Linked DNA regions of Rattus norvegicus: regions 2 and 3 are each linked to region 1. Evidence: chromatin contacts called from public Hi-C data. All regions are on one chromosome and are shown on one strand. The core of a region is the stretch at or near the end of the contact, and the rest is flanking DNA. Distances in the headings are between cores, read along the strand shown. Region 1 holds the start of Ppp1r3b (protein phosphatase 1, regulatory subunit 3B). Region 2 overlaps LOC102553369 (a long non-coding RNA gene). Region 3 has its middle 41 kb from the start of Ppp1r3b.

Region 1 (3,899 bases), core at 464-2,963:
CAGGCAGGGGTAGGCAGATCTCTGTCAGATGTAAAGCCGGAACAAGTGGCTAATTAAGGTGTCTATGTAACCTATCAAAGCAGACCTGGCCATCAGGCTCTTCCCAGATCCCTCAGCCCCTCATACCCTATCCCTACCCTAAATTTCTCAGCCCAGAGGCTGGGTTGTCCTTCCCCTAGCTGCCCTTCCTATATATGCCGTCTAGACATTTTTGTTGCTTGAGTCTTTTAGTTTACCCCTTATCCTCCTGGTCTCTTGGTCAGTATCTCCTCTCCCCTCCCTCCTCTCCTCACGTAGCCTAGCTCAGGGTCACATTTGCTCTGAACTCTCCCAGATGTCTCTGCCTACGGCTATGCTCTCCCTCGAATCCACACTCAACCTTGTTCACCGGACTGGTAGCCATGTCCTTCCTCTCCCTCTTTCCCTCTCTCCCTCTCTCTCCCCTTTCTCCCTCCCTCTCTCTCCCCTTCCTCTCTCCCTCTCTCTCCCCCTTCCTCCCTCCCTCCCCCTCTCTTTCTTTCTTTTCTTTATCTCTTTCTTTCTTTTTTTTTTAATTCACTAAGTTCAAGTACAGCCTGGTCTACAGAGTGAATTCTAGGATAGCCAGGGATATCCTAGAAAAGCTTTGTCTCAACAAACAAACAAACAAACCTCACCAAAAAGTCAGTAAGTGGTGGCGCACACTGATAATCCCTGGAAAGCCATAAATTTGCAGCTAGCCTGAACTACAGAGTTAAGTTGGAGATCTCTGTGAGCTACATAACAAGATGCTGTTTCAAAACAGTAAGGGTGGGTGGGTGGTAGATTTGTTTTAATGTGTTGACTTAACACTTTTTAAAGTTGGCAACCCTGTATCAATTAGCAACATCCCGAAAAATTCACTACTCATTAAAGGTAGAAAACTATGAGCCTACCTCAAGTGGCCGCTCAGATCCATAGATTTCCCAAGAGGAGTCATTGGTTCCTAAAGTCACTATCATGTACAGAACCCCAGGGGCACAGAGGCTGGGGACAGCAGATGGCTACTGTATCCAAGTCAGGCAGTCTCCTAAATACACCACTAATCCTCAGCCACGACTGCAGTCCTGTGAACATGAGAGTGATGTTCCACCAGATAACATCTCCAAGGAAAAGATTTTGCTAGCGTAATTAATGGCCAGAAAGCAGGATTCAGCGAATGCTTGGGACACTACAGCTGAAGATGCAGATAAAATCAAAATGGGGAGGGAGTGGAGAATACTTGCCTCTAGGCACTCTGGGAAGGTCATAGCCATCTGTAAACCCTGGGGCTTTTTGTCCTACATAGGGCAAAGGAGGAGCCAGTGGAAAGACAACACAACACTGCCTTTTACACCCGGGAGTCTATGATCTGGTTAGAACTTTGTTATAAGCAATAGGGAACTTTGCACACAGCCTATGATCCTGGGTCAGTCTCTCTACAACCGGACCTTCCACCGTAGGAAATCGCCTCCACCCCTTGGCGTGGGTACCCCGGCTCCTGATGAAACTGTGACCTGCTGTCCCTGTCCCAAATCCTGGATTCCAGCCCTGTCACTCGCCACACGCTGCAGATCACGTGGCGGAGTGCTGCTCGCCCCAAGTATGGCTATTGGTCCGCGGCTCGTGTCCAGATTGCTCATTGGCTGAGTCCCGCGTTCACGTGGGGGAGGGAAAAGGGGGTCTTGGAGAGCACCCTTAGTAGGGAGAGGTGGCTGGAAAGTTAAAGGGCGCCACGGGCTGCTGGAGCCAGAATCCAGAGTGCTGAAAGCCAGAGAGCAGGTGAGAGGGCTGCTGTTGCAAGGACCAAGCCGAGTGCCTGCCCCGCTTTTGCCGTCGTGGTTGCTGTCACTGTCATCCAGCTCAGATGGTGGGGCGGGCTGAAGGGTCTCCCCTCCATAGTCAAGAGCTGTACCGGGTACGTACCTCCCCAAGCCTCTAGCTCAAGGTACAGGGCCAGGAAATCTGCGGGTGAGGGGCACGCTGGAGAGTTCCCCGCCACTTAACCACTTGTCTCACTTACACTGACTCACAGGGCTCAGGTAGTTTGTCGCTTCAACGTGCAGAAACATCTCAGGGACTCGAGCTGGGATGGAGCCTAGAGGGGAGCCCCGAAATCCCTGCGCCGAGTTAGCCCGCGAAACGTAGCCAGGGGGGACGTCCTGAACAGAAAAGATGTGGCAAGTCCTGTTATGGCACATCCCCAACCTGAGATTTGACACTTTTGGAGGACAATTCCAGGTTTTTGCTGCGGAATCTGGAGTCCAAACACAAGCCCCCCAGGGCCTCAGTTTCCCGTTTTACGAAATAGATGCAAGAAACCCCGCGTCCCAGCCCTGACTCCATCTAGTAGTGTGGACTTGTTCCTACTACTCCCTAGTTTGGTTCAGATCACCCTTTGCTGCACTCAGGCAATAGGATCGAGGTGAGCTCCACCCGGGAACGGGGCAGCCCGCGTGGGGGTGCTCGTGAGGCGCTGCTCCCGTCTGGGTTGTCCGGACGCCAGGTCCCGCCCTGGTGTGATAACTTGGGCTCCTCCCTCTTGTTCGTCTCCGGGAACTAAGCCCAGGCCCTACCTCCGGGACACCCCGACGCTCACGTAGTTCAGTGGCAGCAGTCAACCCTGTCACTTCTCTTCAGGCTCTCCCATGAGGCCAGCGAGCAGCGACCCCGGCTGCAGCGCCGCGGGAGAGGTAGGTGCAGACCCTGTCGAAGCAGACTCGTGGGGAGACCGGGGACCGGGTGCAGGCACAGCACCCTCGGAGAACGGCTGGTGGGATCGGGACTCGCTGACCTGCCCCCAGGGACTTGTTCGCAGCTGCCGTTTTGAACCCAGAGAAGAGGCTGGGAACCGGACAGTAGTTTCAGAACAGTGGATGGCAGGCCCACGGAGAAACAGAGACGAGAAAGCTACAAAAGTCTTGAGTGGGGAACTTGTAGAGTTGTTGGAATGTGGCCCTCTCTCAGCTTGCGGGTCCAGGAGAAAGAAAGGTTTCTTCTAGGCAGGGAAGGAATTGGTCCATTTGGCAAAGACGTCCAGGAACCAGGGAGAAAGTGGAGACAGTTGAAGTCGGGCCATTTAGGGGAAAGTTAGTGGGAAGAGACGCATCGTGGCCCTGTTAGCAACTCTGTTGGTCGGAGCTGCGAGTGACCTCAGAAGAAAACTTATAAGAGTTCATTTGTTAAAGCTCAGCTGAGCAGAGGCATTCTTTTTTTTTTTTTTTTTTTTTTTGGTTCTTTTTTTCGGAGCTGGGGACCGAACCCAGGGCCTTGTGCTTCGAGCAGAGGCATTCTTAGGCCTGTGCTTCCTGCTGCCTTTGACTGGTTCGGGCTCTGTCATTCAAAGCTACCCGACTGCTCATTATACAACCCCATTCAAAAACATTTATCTCCAAGGATTGAGGGGCAGGTATGCATTAAGGCTGGAATAATTAGGGTCTGTGTACAAAAGGGAACCAATGTCAACTTCGTACATGTATAAGTATCAGCTAAACATTTGGGGGAGAGAACAGAGAATTGCTGAAGGGGGAAGGAGTGGATGGTGGTGTCGTGGATTGATCGTGGATTTTTATCTAATGAAGTATTGCAGTGAGCTGTTAACCTGGTTTTGGCATCCGAGTGGAAGAGTTACAGAAAGAAGGTCTCAGTCAGAAACTCAGTCGCTCAACTGCCTGGAGGTTGTGTGGGGTTATTTTCTGTTCAGACTTGTCAAGTTTAAAAGAAATATTACTGGCCTTCTAAGACTGGCCAGCATCTTGAGAGACCACATTATTTTACTAGGACACAGAAGGTATTTCTGCAAGTGTCCCAAAGCTGGCCCAGGCACCCTTCAGAGGCAGTTGACTTCTGAGGCACCCACGTGAACGCGGAGTGTGTGATTGTCCTTGGGAAACAGCTCCTTA
Region 2 (3,899 bases), core at 804-3,303, 59 kb after region 1:
CACCAGGCTCCAGACCCAGCCAAAGTCTTATGATTGGGGTGTGTCTCATGTGCTCACTGTGGGTGTGAGGGAAGCCGGGTGATGAGGACCGAGGGCTTCTTATTTCAGCAAGGCAGATAGCTAGTGAAGTGTAAGAATGGGGACACCATTCGAAACATTTCTAGCCGTGTCACCTTAGAACTCTGACGTGGGGAGTCGGAGGATACAATAAGGAAGAGAAAGACTCGGAGCCGCAAAACTCCAGCTTTCTGGGCTCCGTTCCAGAATCATTATGGGGGTTGGGATGGGTGGATGAGCTGATGCAGACGGGGTGGTGTTGATTGAGAGTTTGTAAATGTTGGGGCTGAGGGTGCACAGACACACACTGGTCTAACGACCCTTTCTCTGGTAGACACTAAAAGTTTTCTTAACAAAAGCAGTGTTTAAAAGGCAGCAAAAGTCCTGGCAGGAATGTAGACTAGAACACAATTTCTGGGCCTTAAGTAGTAAGCTTTCTCTATGGATCCTATCCCAGACAACCGAAGACCTCTGGCTAGCAGTTGTTTTTCATTTGCAACCATTGTTTTTTCCAACATTCCCCAAGGAAGAAAAGAATTTTGTTTTGTTTTGTTGTTGTTGTTGATTTGTTTTTTGTTTTCACTTAAAGTGGATCAGAATAAGGCACGGCTACTGCACTCAAGACCTTCATTATCTCCAGAAACTGTTCCACAGCCACATTTAGTGGCTCAACAGATAGGCTGCTACTGTGATTGGCTTTTGAGGGTTACCAACAAATAGAACCCATGCAACTCCAGATAAATAGCAAATATTTATTTTAATATGTGTGTCTATGCAACATGAAGGACTGACTCAAGTTAAAACATATTCTAGATCTGAAATTTAACAGTAAGTGGGCATCCACATTTTATCTGGTTCCTTTACTCCGGTGGCTTTTAAAATTTAGGCGATGCCACCTGCCTCACCCTAATTTACCTCATGCTGCACCTCAATGTACCCAGAGTGACTGGACTAGAGTCATGTAGTCATGAGTCTGGGAATTTCATGACTGTCTTTCTTCGTCTTCCTGGAAAGGCGTTCCACACAGCTGGATGGCTTTGAGGTCTGGGTCCTGCCTAGCTCCTAGTCATTGAGGGGAAGGAGAGAAGCATCTGTTTGTCACCAAGAAAATCTGTTCTCTAAGATGAGACACCCAACACATCCACCCAACCAATGGAACTGAGATTCAAACTCTTTAACTACACCCAGCATTTTTGCTGCTACATAGTCTGCAGGAACAAATCGGTGTAGACTGTGGTCTTCAAAGGAAGCACAGCTGTCCTGTGCTGGAGAGCAGGAGACAGCTTGTGTCCAACTTAACTCTGGCAACCCTGTCTCCACCTGTCACTGTCGGCTCCAGATTATCAAGGCTAAGATGATGGAGTTTCCGAAGGTAGAAAGTCGTCTGCTTTCCCTGCCAATCACTTGACAACTCATTAGCATCCTGACTGGAAGTGAGCCAGAGGAAGGAAATGATAAACCACCATGAGTCAACATGTTTCTTGCCAGAAGTTCTCGGAAAGGGAGCAAGAGACGTGTGAGGGAGAGAAATCCGCAGAGAAAGTTTTAGGGGTCGTGGGGATTTCTCCTTGCCCTCCAAATCAGAAATAAACAAGGCCTATCTCTTAAGGTTGACTTCTCCAGATAGAATGTTCTAGAAAGACGCTCAATTCTGTTGCCCACAACCATAAGAAAGGTCCACCCTTCGTTCTTTCTATTCTGCTGTGAGGTTAAACAAAGGTCAGAGTGGTAAAGGGATGGGAGGAGGCAGTGACGTTTTGAGCTGGGTGTAAGATCCAGGTCGGGGAGAAGGAAGATAGAATTCCTCGGGAGACAGCCACATGGTTCACAAAGTCACTGTCAACAGGTATGTTTGATAATAAGAACAGTCTCCCCCAACTGTAGGCTGTTGAGAAGTGTAACCAAAGAATGACATCATTTGCAGTACATAAAAAGAGCCGTTTGCTTTTGTTTGTTATAGCCGTTTGCTATAGTGTTTGCCTTAAATGGGAAAGACAGCAACAGGAAGAGGTCAATATGCTCAAAGTTCATTGGTGTGCGTGCCTGAAAATGTTATAATGAAGCTATTGTACACTGACTAAGAATTAAAAGTTCTAAGTAAGGAGTCTAGGGATTTAGTGCTTCATAATAGGGCAAAGGGGAAAGAAATCAGGGTCAGGGGAAAAAGCAGAGCTAAATAAACATGTCGGAGAGAAAGGTGGCCAGAGAGAAACTGCCCAAACCAGAGACAGCCCGGGTGTTCTAAAATAGTTATCTCAGCAGCCATTCACAAAGGATTTATTATGGGAATTTTCAGTCATATACAAAAATAAGCAGGCTTGTATAATGAACCCCAGTGTGCTATTTATTCTGGGCTTCAACTATGAACTTAGTCTCGTTTAACCAAATTCTCTGCCCACTTGCCCTTCCAGCATGGGTCATTTTGAAGAAAATTCCATACATTATATTTTATCAATTAATATTTCGATACAGCATTTTAAGGTTTAACTCACCAATTCTGATCTGTATGGTTTCTCCAAAGTTAGCCAGTTTCCACTCAATCTGTTCCTACGGAGCCTGTAGAAGGGGCAGAATGAAGAGGAAACCATGTTCCCACCACATGATTGGAAAGTCCACAGTTACAATCCTGAGAGTTTAGGGTCCCCAAAATGCATAGAAACCAGTTGACCATGGCCAATAAAGGCAAAAGTCAACAAAGGAGAACAGAAGAAACCCATGAACAGCTGTAGGAAACCAGAGGAAGATGGTGGGGCTTCTACACAATTCAGAATGTTCGCTCAAATGCAGGTTGGCCATCAAAGCTCCTAGAGGCCTGTAGGACATAGCCATCAGGTAAGACTACTTGGGCTACACAATTGTTTAAACTCCAAGCAAGTTCTTTTGTGCTCACATCCCAGGCACATTTTAAATAAGATTGTCAAAGTTCAAAAGAGTCCCCATAGGTCATGTGTTGTGTTGTATGTATGTATGTATGTATGTATGTATGTATGTATGTATGTATGTATGTATGCATGCATGCATGTATGCATATATATATGCATGTATGTATGTCTGTATGGTATGTATGTATGTATCCATTCTATCTGTCCTATATCTTATCCATCCATCCATCCATCCATCCATCCATCATCCATCCATCCATTCCACCCACCCATCCATCTATCTACCCACCCACCCATCTATCTACCCACCCACCCATCTATCTACCCACCACCTACCACCCATTACCCATCACCCATCCATCCATCCATCCATCCATCCATCCATCCATCCATCCATCCTATCCTATCCTATCCTATCCTATCCTATCCTATCCTATCCTATCCTATGCTGTCCTGTCCTATCTATACTACTTATCTAGACGTAGTTTTTTGAGACAAGGTTTCTCCTTGTAGCCCTGGCCATCCTGAAACTTGCTCTTTAGACCAGGCTGGCCTTGAACTCGGAGATCTACCTACTTCTGCTCTCGTGCTGGGATTAAAGGCAGGTACCACTCACTACTGCTGTCCGGCTATGTGTTGTACCTTCAATCCCCAGTGTGGAGGGGGTGATTAGAACCTGACATTTCTGGCCTCGTACATGGTTAAATGCCATTAACATAGGAATAGGTGAGTTACCCTGAGAGTGCACAATCGCAAACCAGTTTAGCGTCCTCTCTGCACCACACAATGAAGCCCACCATCTGTCCCCAGCTAAACTATTGTTGTTTTCCAGAATGAAATGGCCTCAGGAACTTTAGTCAGGGTGCATCTACAGAAATGGGGATTTAACAGTACTTCCTTACCCCGTGTACTGGATAATCCTCCGCAGTGTTCCGGACCTTCGCCAAGGATCTGCTGTCA
Region 3 (3,899 bases), core at 911-3,410, 42 kb after region 1:
CAACAAATTCCCACCAGTAACTCTTCTGCTTCTAAATCTCTCATGTCACACCCCTAAGAGCCCCCAACTTTAGCTCGGTCACCCCATGTAATGGTCCTTTCTGAGTATTTTGTACTTAGTACTTTGAATGCAATGTAGTTGAGGAGCAACCTTCTTCCTGGGTAGTAAGCTCTGTGGAGGATGCTCTGGTGAATGCGACTGTGTGTGTTCCCAGGGGCTGGGAGGCAGGGAAGGGGAGAGAGGGGCTTTAGCTTGGAAGAAGGTGTCATTGCATGCAGTGTTCTTGCAGAGGCTTGCAACTCCAGTCTTGAGGATCTCACGGATCTGGTGTCAGCTCGCCTGAAGGATGAAGTAATGAGCTCCAAGCTCTATTCTGTCTACCCTCTGTCTGTCTGTCTCTATTCTCTGTGTCTGTCTGTGTCTGTCTGTCTCTGTCTCTTGTCTGTCTGCCTGTCTCTGTGTCTGTCTATCTCTGTCTCTTGTCTGTCTCTATTCATTGTTGTCTCTGTGTTTGTCTGTCTCTGTCTCTTGTCTGTCTGTCTCTCGTCTGTCTGTCTGTCTCTGGCTCTGGCTCTGGCTCTTGTCTGTCTGCCTGTCTCTCTGGCTCTGTCTTTGTCTCTGTCTGTCTCTGTCTCTTGTCTGTCTGTCTCTCTGTGTCTGTCTGTCTCTGTCTCTTGTCTGTCTGTCTGTCTCTCTGTCTCTGTCTCTCTCTGCCCCCACCAACCCCGCTGTCCTCCAGATGACTCAGCTCACAGAGCAAGAGTCTTCCTTCTGACACTGAATTTATTTGCTTAAGAGGCCCCTGCTCCGTTCAGACCACCTCTCCTTGTTTGTCAGTCCCCAGCCTTAGGATAACTCATGGCTGACTCTACTCTGGGCAAGGGAAGTAAGGAGGGGCAGAATACCTTCTTCCATGTTCTCAAGAGAGCAAGAACTCAGTCAGGCCTGATGCTGCCTCCACAGTGGGAAAGCAGAAGGCCTGGGCTCAAATTCCTAGCAGCTTTGCACCCATTCTGACAAGATAAAAGCTACAAATAATTTATGAAGCACACAGCCGACTTTTAGCCGGTACAGTAATCACTCTCGGCAAGAGAGAAATGCGTGGACCCCAGGGTTAAGAAAGGACTTTGTGGAGGAAATGGAGTTGGAAGCTGACCTTGTGCAGTGAGGAGTTTGATTGCACTGTCTGGGAACTGTGGCTCTCTGATTTGGAGCAAGAATCAACATTAACCCACACGTCAGTCTCCTCCAGGAACACGAACAATATTCTTGGGTGATATCCTTACAGGAACATTCCAGTTTCTTTCAGAGGACCATGGGGTGGGAATGGAGACCACAGGGACTATGTCGTTAAATTGTTTGTTGGATGGAGATGGGAGGGGGAAGCTTACCTCAGCCCCTGCACCGTCTGGGCATACCAGAGACGAAGCAGGGGTGTGGCTGTGATAAGCACTGGTTTCTTGCTGACCCAGGTCACCCCAGCTTTCAGTGACAGTTTCCATTTCAAAATGACCTCTCAGGAAAGCAATGCAGATGCCTGCCCTGTGTCTGCAGCTGAGGGCGCGGTTTGTAGACACTGAACGGGGCTGACATGTATGGGCGCCTCCCGTGATAGCTCTGGCTATATTTAGTGCTGAGCTCGAGTTACACCCGTGGACTCCAGCATTATGCATGGCGAGCCCCAAGAACAAACACAAATGTGGGGGCAGGAAAAATAAAGAGAGCAAAGAGCAGGACTCCAGAGAATAAATACGCACAGGCCCCGGTGCAGATAGATGATGCAGGTGGAGTCCCTTCGCGGCAGACAAGGTTATAGACTGCAGGGGGTGTCTTCTCTCTTAGTAAAGAGGTCACAGCGTTAAAATGAACCTTGAGCAAGGTACCTGTCTCAAACACCCCTTCTCTATTGGCTCCTCCTTTAAGCAGAGAACTCAGTTTAAGAAACTCAGAAGTCATGTCAACTCTTAGTCCCCACTTCCTCCCATAAACAGAAGGGGACTGAACTATGCAATTACCTAACCCCCTCTCCAACTTCAAGAAATTGCTGGAAGCTGTCGAGTGTCCCTGTTTTTCCCCTCCAAACTTTGTTGACACGGTGACCTACCTGTCCTCCTGACCATGCCCTCAGAGAGATCAATTGAGCAAAGAACACACTTTTCTTTCTTTTTTTTTCTCAGAAACTAGACTTGATCAACTTTAAAATTTAACAGCTTAGCTGTGCTTCGTGCAGCAGAAACTCGGCGGACTGGCAGTTTAGCGGAAGGAGGAAATTTTCCTCCCCAGGTAGACAGTGTTCCCAAGGGGCCCTCTTGGTGAGAGGAGTCCCAGGGCATCCCACCCTTCAAGCCCTTCATGCTCAGCTGACCACATCCCCCGCTCCTCCAGACAGGGCAGAACCTGCATTGTACCCTGCCAGCAGCCTGGGTGCAGCTGTCTTGCAGCGAGATGTGAAGCCAGGAGGGTGTGTCCCCTAATCCCCCAGCCTCTTCCTTGCTTACCGAATGGCATTTTCTAAGTTTCTATCCTAGCTATCTAGGACTCCTCTGCTCTTTGCTTCAGAGCCCAGTCTCGGGTGTGGAATCTCTATCAATTTGAGTGATTAGTGATAACATGCTTTTGCTCACTTTTGCAGGCTGTAAATTCCTTAAAGGCAGGGACAGAGCTGGAATCAGGGCTGAGGACCTCATCTGGTGCTATGGAAGGTGGTGAGAGCTGCAGGAAGTAGGACGTTAATAGGTCTTTAGGTCTTTGGGGGTCTGCCTGAAGGGAACTGTGGGACTCCACTTCTTCCTTCCCCCTTTTGTTTCTTGGTTCTGAGATGAGTGGTTTTGTTTGTGGGGTGTCCCAATCAGGATGGGTTGTTAGGCCATAGGCCCAAAGCAACAGGATCAGACCCCTGGTTAAAGCAATGAGCCAGAAGAAATATTTTCTCTCTCTAATCAGATCATCTCGGGGATTCATTACAGTAACATAAAACTGGCTATCACCTCTTTAAATCGTGGAATTTTTTTTTCAACTCTGATGAAACCCAGGGATATTGTCCCCACCCAAGTGCTGATGTAACAACACACGAAAATCCCCCTACAGTTTGGGAAAGATCATCACTTCTTAGCTAGAAAAGGTTTAAATTTCAAAACTGAAAAAGTGTGAGCCCTTATCTAAAAATGAGCTGGAGCAGGGCGGTAGTGGATTAGACCTTTAATCCCAGAACTAGGGAGGCAGAGAATCCAAGGCCAGTCTTGTCTAAAAAACGAGTTCCAGGACAGCCAGGACTATACAGGAAAACCCTGTCTTGGGGTGGCAGGGAGGTAGGGAGCTGGGCAGAGGCAAGATGTTTATATTCATCACCCCTCACCCTTCCCCAGGGACAGAGGCCTAATGCCCCCAGTCCTCACAAGCATGCAAGACAGACGGCACCACCACACTTCTCGTGGTCTCACAGCTTTTCCACTATGAAACACCAGGGTTCTTCCACTCTGAACATCATTTTCTTCCCTCTGTAGCATTATGCTTATGAGTCGTGGAGTCTTGGGAATCCATACTCACCGCACTTCTACTATGTTTTGATGGTCAGAGCCCAACAAAGAGATGTCGTGAACCAAGTGTGGTAATTTGAAAATGCTTGGCCCAGGGGTAGCACTGTTGGGAGGTACGGCCTTGCTGGAGGAAGTGCATCCTGTGGGGTGGGCTATGAAGCTCCACCCAGTATGGAAGTCAGTCTTCTCCTAGTGGCCTTCAGAGGAAGATGTAGAACTCTCAGCTCTGCCTGCACCATGCCTGCCTGGATGCTTCCATGTTCCCGTCTTGACAATAATGGCCTGAACCTTTGAACCTGTAAGCCAGCTCTAACAAAATGTCTTTATAAGATTTGCTTTGGACTTGGTGTCTGTTCACAGCAG

Evidence for each region. Hi-C and Micro-C count contacts between places; a contact is called where the count stands out from the background.
Region 2: a Hi-C map of liver shows a contact between it and region 1, with 2.6 times the contacts expected there. The contact joins the enhancer-like site here to the promoter of Ppp1r3b in region 1. A contact is called at or near these places in 2 of 12 Hi-C or Micro-C datasets (both in liver).
Region 3: a Hi-C map of liver shows a contact between it and region 1, with 4 times the contacts expected there. The contact joins the enhancer-like site here to the promoter of Ppp1r3b in region 1. A contact is called at or near these places in 2 of 12 Hi-C or Micro-C datasets (both in liver).

What each region holds. Positions count from the first base shown.
Region 1 is chr16:63,543,489-63,547,387 of GRCr8, reverse strand. Ppp1r3b (protein phosphatase 1, regulatory subunit 3B) reads left to right here and starts at 1,713. Exons shown (of 2, transcript NM_138912.2): 1 at 1,713-1,915.
Region 2 is chr16:63,484,450-63,488,348 of GRCr8, reverse strand. The region is part of intron 3 of LOC102553369 (a long non-coding RNA gene); the gene reads left to right. Among named protein-coding and RNA genes, the nearest start is that of Eri1, 59 kb to the right of the region's middle. Within about 2 kb of position 2,053, at least 4 of the 93 cell types and tissues checked have an H3K27ac peak or open chromatin away from gene starts, as enhancers often do. A contact at or near this core is called in liver, where this site is marked.
Region 3 is chr16:63,502,397-63,506,295 of GRCr8, reverse strand. No RefSeq gene overlaps it. Among named protein-coding and RNA genes, the nearest start is that of Ppp1r3b, 41 kb to the left of the region's middle. Within about 2 kb of position 2,160, at least 4 of the 93 cell types and tissues checked have an H3K27ac peak or open chromatin away from gene starts, as enhancers often do. A contact at or near this core is called in liver, where this site is marked.